2 separate regions of the Danio rerio genome follow, and region 2 is linked to region 1. Evidence: chromatin contacts called from public Micro-C data. All regions are on one chromosome and are shown on one strand. Each heading gives the region's core, a stretch centred on a gene start, on an enhancer-like site or on the middle of the called end of the contact. The rest is flanking DNA. Distances are from core to core; before and after follow the strand shown.

Region 1 (4,479 bases), core at 1,030-3,529:
AAAGCTCAAAAGCTAACTGAATAATGTGGTATAAGTTTAAATATTATAAAAGTAATTGTTTAATAGACTTATCGCCATACCAAAAGAGGATGTTTCTGTAAAATGGCCCATGTTTATAACGAATAAGCACTATTATCTCATAAATAAGAAGTATTATCTCAATAATAAGTACTAGTATGCAGGGCTTGACAATAACACCCGCCAACCTGCCAAATGCGGGTAGATTTTAGCTGTGGCGGGTAAGACAGCCACTCCCACCTACCACTTTGGCTGGTTGAATTTCATTTTAAAATTGTAGTTTTCTTAAAAGCAGGGTTCAACAATAAAGATGGCCCAATATGAGTATGATGTGATATTTGAATCGAGAAGCAGTATGAAAAATAACTGTTTGCGCGAACAGAGAAGATGATAACTCGCGCGCACAGCTAATGTGATGCACGCAACTGTTTACAAAGCGTGCACAAGTAACGAAGGCCAGGAAGTGAGTGCTGTGCAGGTAAATCTCACTCCATGGTCTTTAGCCTCCTTGGTAGAGCAATCAACTCCTATGCAGAAGGTTAGGACCAGCAGGGTTAAATTGGTGCTGTGACCTGGATGGAAGTGAGGTTTAGAGGGGGTAGTATAACTGAGGCCAGCTACTGAGTGCTGTGCAGGTAAACCTCACTCCTCTGACCTCTAAAGGTGCTCTAGCGCTAGAGGCCATGATCTTTAGCCTTCTTGACTGAGCAACCGACTCCCATACCGGTTCGATCCCGGCTCAGAGCGGGTTGGGTGGTGTAGGACTGGCGGAGTTACACACTCTGTAGTTTCCTTCCGCGAAGCAACTGTGCCTGGAAACTCAACTGGTGCAATCAGTTCTCTTTTAAATAGACTTGACAAAAGGTGATGCTTCTGCATCCACAGTCCTCTTGCTTTCAAGAGCTCAATTTAAATTTTTTTTTTTTTTTAAATGTCTTTTTGTAAGCAGCGTCAGTTGCTGCTTTCGCTTTACCCATTCTTTGAACAGACTATTAACAGGCGTAAAGTTAACGTGATACTTTCATTATCACACAGTATGTTTTTCACCTGCTTTCTTTTGCTTACTGTTATTTTTGTTAATATGGTTTAATTATATTTTTTACAATAAGATTGCAATAAGATAATAGGAGATTAACTCCCTATTTAGTTAAGTGGTGGTGATCTGAGACCTTTAGCCAGGACATAGACTGTGCATTGTTTTAGATACATGACAATAATTATTTTTAAAATGTCAATTTTTTATTTATTTTGTTCAATAAAAAGTGTAGTATACAGCTATAATTTGCTTGTTTTGACACCAAAACAAGGAAAAAATTTATGGCTAAGAAAAAATTATTTATTTTTGCTGTGGTGGTAATTTATCTGTGGAGATAAATTTGGTAGATCCTTAATTTTGAGCCCTGAAAAGTCATGTGAGATAAAAACTAACTGCTGTGCAACACTATGAAACCACAACCCATTTGCTCATGCACATTGAACACGCTCATACACAACACACAAAAAAGTGAAATGCATGCGGACAAAACACAAAATCTAAATCAAGTCATGTTAGCATGTCAAAGCCAAATTTATGCATTAAAAATATATTTCCCCGCAACAATAAAACTGTGTCTAGTGAAAATGGTGAGTGGCTGAGAGGGGTCTGGATGCAGACCTGGTGCAGTGCAATCTGAGCAGCATCCAATGCTTTTTAATGGGCTCACCTAACCCCACCCCTAACCCTACTCCTCACAGGGACGTCACTCCATTTGCATTGTGTCTGACATTTCATCGCTGAGTGATGCAATCTCACCTTGCATCATACAGGCTGCATCCAGATACTATTGGAGAGGCTAGTAATGATGGAAATCTACTAGTATGTTTTTAAAAAGGTATAATAAATAAGTGTTAGTATTGTATTTGAATAGTTATTCAACAAGTCTACAAACAGCATGAAAATAGATACTAATATATTGTGTAAACTAAATGTGAAAATGGCTTGCCACAGCGGCACACAACATAAACAGATATCAGCTGACAGGCGGACATGAATATGGGTGAAATGCTAACAAAGATACACTCAAGTATCTGCTAAAACAACTGATGCTACAAAGTAAAGTTACTTGATTATTGATTTGGTTTTATAAATAAGAAAAATGACTGGCACATTCAAATAAGATTCAACATGTAGAAATGTGAATCATTTACCACGGTAAACCATCATCCTGTCCAGGCAATGCATTAGATGTCGCTTCAGCAGGGCGAGTCTGAATATTTCTATATGAAACAGCACACTCTAGTGGTTAAAACATCCAACTGCACTGCTAACTGTACTCAAACTCTCACTATTTACATCCGTGCAAATGGCAGACAACTCCACTACAGGCGCTGGGAAATTGAATACACGACCTTGGTTTTGCAAAATTCATGCTCTGCTATTCATCAAGGCCACATTTCTGAAGAAAACTGAAGTGTTGCAGAGCATGCCATGATGATGCTAGAATGTTTTAAGATGCAGGTGTTGAGTTACTTTATTATGTGGTTGCTAGGGCACTGACAAGCATTTGCTAAGGTGTTTTGAGGGTATCTAGTGCTTTATTATATGGGTGTTAGGGTATGTTGGGTGCTTTCTGTGGTGTTGCTGTGCATTTACTTTGTCTGAGGTTTAAGTTGGGTTATTGCTAGCGAGTTGCTGTGCAGTTTCTGAAAGTTAGGTAAATATTAATTAATTAATGGGTTATTCTGGGTGGTTGTAAGGGTGTAGTTATGCAGTTACTGTAGTTTAGGTAAGTAGCTTTGGGTGTTCTGTGTACTTTCTAGGATGTTTCTGTGGCACTGCTGCTTATCTGTTAAGTTGTTTTGAGAGTTACTGTTATTGCTGGGATGTTCTAGGTGGTTGTTAGGGTGTTTCTGTTAATGTAGTTTATATCAAGGATTTCTTTTCAACCCGAGACCCCCAACGTGACTTGCGACCTCCAACACCTATAGTTATAAATACAGAAACCCTGAAAGCAATGGTGCACACACACCAATAGACCCAAGTCTATTATTCGTTTAATTTTTTTATATATATAAGTGCTGTAAATGGGCCAGAAATGTTAACCTGGTGTTATAAAATCAATCTGCTACATCTGATGCTATTGCTGTGTCTTTAATATAATGTGATTACCCCAGGGGTCGCAATACAATAGATCTAGTACCTATAAGCTACTATAGTTTATAGTAACTATAAACAACTATCTTTTCTCTTCAGTTGGTTAAGGATAAAATATGGTAATTCTTATGGTTTAATAAAAATAAGTCAATTTTTGGAAATCACCAGGCGACCCCCCTTCATTGTTCTGCAACCCCTCGAGGGGTCACGACCCCCACTTTGAAAACAACTGGTTTATATAATGTGTATGATGTGTATTGTGTATGATGCGTAATGCCATTAATAAGCTGTAATAAAATTTGTAATGACTGAGTGTTTTTAAAACTTATTTTAAGCAATCTGAAGGTAATGCAATCTTTACTGGAGCTGGAAATATATCTCCTTTGATCCATATATGTACACATAAATATGTAAACTGTCTATACAATCACTTTTTAGTAAGACATGTCACACTCTTTTTGTTTTTTAACATATGTTTAGACAGCCAAGTAAAATAAAATCTAATTCATACATTTAATCTGGAGTTTTCTCCTTCAAAAACGTCCTGCCGTTATCAGAGCACAATGAATCTTGGGATGTCCGAGACCACGAAGGATCCACCGGTTGTATCCTTCATTACATGGGAAATGAAGAATGACTTTTCAGGCTGTGTTTAAAGGAGCCTTCTAATTTTTTTAAATGAGACAGCCTTCGTCTTGCCGTGATTACGCAGCGCACTTCGAATGCATCCTTCGGAGGATGAGGCCAGCCTCTGAAATGAGACACAGCTAAAGTTTTTTTGAAGTTAAAAAAAACATTATGTGGTTGCTTGGTGGCTCTAAGACTTTTATTTTGTAACTTTGTGGTTGCTGAGCTGTTCTGATTGATTGCTACAATGTCCCCATGCAGTTGCTTCTGAATAAGTTATTTTGTGGTTGCTGTGGTAATCATGGGTGATCACTAGGGCACTGCTGTGTGGTTTTTTAAATTGATTTGAAAGTTGAGTTAATAAAGTTGAGGATCTATGATGTCAATTTTTATGCAAGAAGTTAGAAGTGAGTTAGCATTTTAGCAGTTCCGATTCCCTCGTTCCAAAATCAATGGGTTATTTGAATGGGATTTTGTGTAAATTGATTAAAATGGGTTTGTGGGTACCACAAACTCAAGATGCTTTCACATTTTATTTTATGACATAAAACACATCCGTTACACACCACTGATTTTCTAAATTGGTTACCCTTCTTTTAAAAGGAGGTAGCTAACAAGCTATTGCTAAATGGGACTACAGGCGATGTTGGAGAGATAATACAGCATCGAGCTGAACTGTCTGGAACGCAGCCCGCTTTAAA
Region 2 (4,479 bases), core at 515-3,014, 170 kb before region 1:
AATGAATATCTTGATCTTGTTTATCCCTTTTGTGTCCTGCGTCCATTACAACAGACATTACATATCAGGGTATTTTTTGTTTAGATTTTTTTTTTGAGCATTTAATCTACTTTTAAGTCTGCTGTCCATGATATTGGATGTTTGTCAGCCAATCAAATGGCAGGAGGCTCTGTTTGTTGTAATCTTAATAAAAAATATTCACAATGCTAAAGACAAGCATGGCAGCACTTGGTTCTGAATATAAAAGTAAGCAACGTTTTCAATGCTTTTATTCACATTTATTGAAATATTTGTCAATATTTGATAGATTGCATAGTAGAATAAGGATAGCTTTTACTAATTAAAGTTACAAATAGATTGTAGAGTTGCAAACTTTAAATAAAATAAGGAATTAAAAAAAATATTTTTGTCTTCTATATAATAATAAGCAGGCTATAAAACAAAAACCTCAAATTAAAATTAAAAGTTGTCATTTTTAAGTTTGTGACATTCAAAAGAAACATTATGTAAAGACAACTGTTTTGATATGATGTTCATCGAAATAGACAAAAAATATTAAAGAATGTTGACATTTTTATTATTTTTATTCAGTCTTGTTGATGGAAGCCTTCCTCTTAAACTTGGATCATAATTCTGGTCTGACGGGGTTCATTATTTATCCAATGAAGACATTTTCCATTTGATTTGAAAGCTGGTATTTAAAATTCTAATGGCAGTCGGACATTTGATACACATTTTTTTTTCCTTTTGATTGTAAAAGCTGAAATTTTATGAATGAATGAATTCAGCAAGTCTGCTGTCCATGATATTGGATGATTGTCAGCCAATCAAATGGCAGTAAAGCTCTATCTGTTATATCCACAATGCTGAAGACAAGCATGGCAGCGCTTGGTTCAAAACACAGAATTAAGGAACATTTTCAATGGTTTTATTCACATTTATTGATATATTTGACAATATTTGAAAGATTGAAGAAAAAAGGATTACATTTACTAATTAAAATTACAAATCAACTGTCTTTTTAAAGTCTGCTATTATATAATAATAAGCAGGCTATAAAACAAAAACCTCTAAATTAAAAGTCATTTTGACATGATGTTCACTGAAATAGACAAAAAACAGTTTAAAGAATGCTGACATGTTTATTATTTTCATTTAGTCTCATTGATGGAAGCCTTTCTCTGAAACTTAGATCATAATTCAGGTCTAAAGGGGTTAATTATTTATAGAATTTTCCATTTGATTCTTTATTATTTGTACCTGAATACTGTTAGACACCCCCCAAAAAAACAAAATGCTCTGTTTATTTCATTTTCTATCTTTGCTCTATTATATTCATCTATGCATATCAGGTGTTTATTATGATTTATTCAAATGTACTCTCCTACAAAATCACCTAAATGAATGTTTAAAAAAATGAATTCTTCCCAACTATTCAAATCATCTGATGAAGCTATTCGAGTCATCTGATGAAATTGTATTCGTATCTATCTATCTATCTATCTATCTATCTATCTATCTATCTATCTATCTATCTATCTATCTATCTATCTATCTATCTATCTATCTATCTATCTATCTATCTATCTATCTATCTATCTATCTATCTATCTATCTATCTATCTATCTATCTATCTATCTATCTATCTATCTATCTATCTATCTATCGCAGAAAAACTAAATATTGTAAAGTTTTCCCCCCAAACCGTGCAGCTCTTGTTATATGTACCCGCCAGCAGGTGGCAGCAGTGCCAACATCTTTACCGGCGGCTCTGACTGTAAACATGGGATGGTAGGTAGCAACATGAGGCTATAAAAACACTCTTACTACCGACATCAGAATGTGTTTCCCTCTGTAGCTCCTGTTATGGTGCTCTGAAAGAGTAGCTTACCCTGAGCTGTCCCATGACAGACAGTCCAAATGGCTCTAAATCATCTTCACAACAGAGTTTAGCGGGTTATATGATGCTTGATGATGATTGCCATTTTTCTTCAGGAGTCATTTTCTTAACTGGTGTTCATAAAAGTCAGTTCTCCAAAAAATGAAAACTCATGTTCAGGCCATCCCAAATATAGGCCACTTTTTTCTTCAGTAGAACATTAGAGCTTGTTGTCATTGGGGATTTTTAAAATGCAAGTTTAAATACAGCTACTTTGATATTCAAGAAGAAATGCTGAATTTAATTGAAAGTATAGTTCACCCAGAAATCTGAATTCTGATTCTTCAATACAAAAAAATACTTTGAAGAAAACATTGAATTTCAAGGTTTCTGTTATATCTATATCAACGGTTAAAGTTTTCTAATTTTTTTTCTTCTTCTTTAAAATGTTGTTTTGTGTTTAACAGAAGAAAGAAACTCATAAAGGTTTAACACTGAAACTACCAAAATTCTATAACTACTAGAGTTACCATAACAGTCATTCTGGCAGTTTTCATATAAGACGTCATATTGTCACGTCATATTTACATTCAAAACTTCTATTAAAATATAAAAATCAGGCTTTGAATGTCTGTCATCATATTTAATGAAGTCATTACCCTAAACATATCGTCACTTTGGAATTATAAGGTTCTATCTGCGTTCTGAATGATTTTGAGATATTGAGCTTCAAAGGTTTTGCATTCCATATAGCAAACAATATGTGTGTAACAGTTCTCTTTCATACATTACCATGACAGAGACCCAAAGGGTTCTCTGAATGTAAATAATCAAAGTTCTCTTACATTTGCAAATTAGAGTAAAAAAACCACGGTAAATGCAGATAGAACCTGCTAATTCTGAAAAGTCATTTTCCATTTGGAGTTATAAGGTTCTATCTGGCAGATCATTTATTGAAGCATTACTTTTCAAGAAATACAATCAAAAAATATATAAGTTGGTGTTGTAACAATATGTTGATGCTTGAGAAAGTTACATTTTTGCTTTCTACAACATTTATTTCATGTTTTAGGATGAATATTTTTTTCTTGTTCCAATTAAGCATGCAATGCTGTGCTAAATATTTTTTCCAGTGCAGATGTTAATTTTATCAAATTAATATGTTAATATTTATAAAATTGTATGCTCTATATGAATTATTGAATTATATTCATTGAATTATATGCCCCATTAATTAAATAAAGTATTTGCTTTTCAAGGCTTAATATTAAATTTAAAGACTTTAAAAGAAACAGACGATGACCAAATGAGTCCAAATGTGTTGCCTATTCACTGACTATATGTAAACAAACAAATATATTTCACATTTAATATCTACATTTTTTAATATTCATCTCTTTTTCAACAATGTAAAATGTAATATTTCATCTCAATGTCGGCAATGCGGTGCATGGCGCAGTGGGTAGCATGATCGCCTCACAGCAAGAAGGTTGCTGGTTCGAGCCTCAGCTGGTTTACTTGGCGCTTCTGTGTGGAGTTTGCATGTTCTCTCTGTGTTGGTGTGTGTTTCCTCCGGGTGCTCTGGTTTCTCCAACAAGTCCAAAGACATGCGGTATAGGTGAATTGGCTAAGCTAAAATTGGCCATAGTGTATGTGTGTGATTAAGTGTGTATGGGTGTTTTCCAGTGATGGTTTGCAGCTGGAAGGGCATCCGCTGTGTAAAACATATGCTGGATAAGTTGGTGGTTCATTCCGCTGTGGTGACCCCAGATTAAAAAATGGACTAAGTCGAAAAGAAAATGAATGAATGAATGAATCTCAATGTAAAGGAAATGCTTCTTAATCGTCACATTTACACACATCTCCATTTTGTGTGGTTCGCAGGGCCAGATTAACCAATGGGCCTTATGGGCACAGGCCCAAGGGCCCGTGCGCACTAGGGGCCCCTGCGAGGGGGGAGAAAAAAAGACAATTTCGGAGTGTCTTTTTTGGCTAATTGCAAATAGCGCATCTAGTTGGCATAAGCTATTCAGGATTTACGCTCATCGATACCTGATTGATAGAGACAACATGAGTAAAGAGCTGTTGATCATTACAGCCGCGGTGGCGCACCTTGTAAGGCGCACAGATTCATCTTTTGCCGCGATTAATCATAAACTCGGTTCGAATCCACCATCAGCTGAACTCGTGCTACTTTTTTCCTCCCCATTACATATCAGATTGGAAATATATTTATTTTTAACAGGAAGGAAACATTGTTTAAAAATAATGCAAATGTGATATAAAGTCACAAGTGTCTCGTGGGTATTTAATAATGTTTAGCCTTATTATAGGTGCCTCCCTCTCTGCAAAAACTATATTGCTCAGACAACTGTATTTCCTCTGAGCAAAAAAAATCGCGATCACATATTAATATTATTATTATATTTAAACTGCCTTTCTTTCTTTAACTAAACAGAATGCTGTAATTGGTCAAGCGGGGAAACGTCAGTTTTGTAATAACCCGCACTAAACTGAGCGGACTTTAGTGTAACGTTATATCTGTCATAGATCAAAAATGAGTGGACAAGTGGATTTAGCAAACGCGAGAGAAAGAGGA

The links. A called contact is a pair of places that touch in the nucleus more often than the background predicts.
Region 2: a contact with region 1 is called in a Micro-C map of caudal fin, with 18 times the contacts expected there. The contact joins two enhancer-like sites. A contact is called at or near these places in 6 of 18 Hi-C or Micro-C datasets (caudal fin, embryo, hematopoietic stem cells and 1 more) and 1 of 4 datasets of contacts at active chromatin or transcription factors (caudal fin).

Annotation. Positions count from the first base shown.
Region 1 is chr23:16,089,416-16,093,894 of GRCz12tu, reverse strand. The region is part of intron 5 of LOC100005368; the gene reads right to left. Among named protein-coding and RNA genes, the nearest start is that of slc2a4rg, 40 kb to the left of the region's middle. Within about 2 kb of position 2,279, at least 25 of the 62 cell types and tissues checked have an H3K27ac peak or open chromatin away from gene starts, as enhancers often do. A contact at or near this core is called in caudal fin, where this site is marked.
Region 2 is chr23:16,256,861-16,261,339 of GRCz12tu, reverse strand. The region is part of intron 5 of slc2a4rg (SLC2A4 regulator); the gene reads right to left. Among named protein-coding and RNA genes, the nearest start is that of gss, 52 kb to the left of the region's middle. Within about 2 kb of position 1,764, at least 16 of the 62 cell types and tissues checked have an H3K27ac peak or open chromatin away from gene starts, as enhancers often do. A contact at or near this core is called in caudal fin, where this site is marked.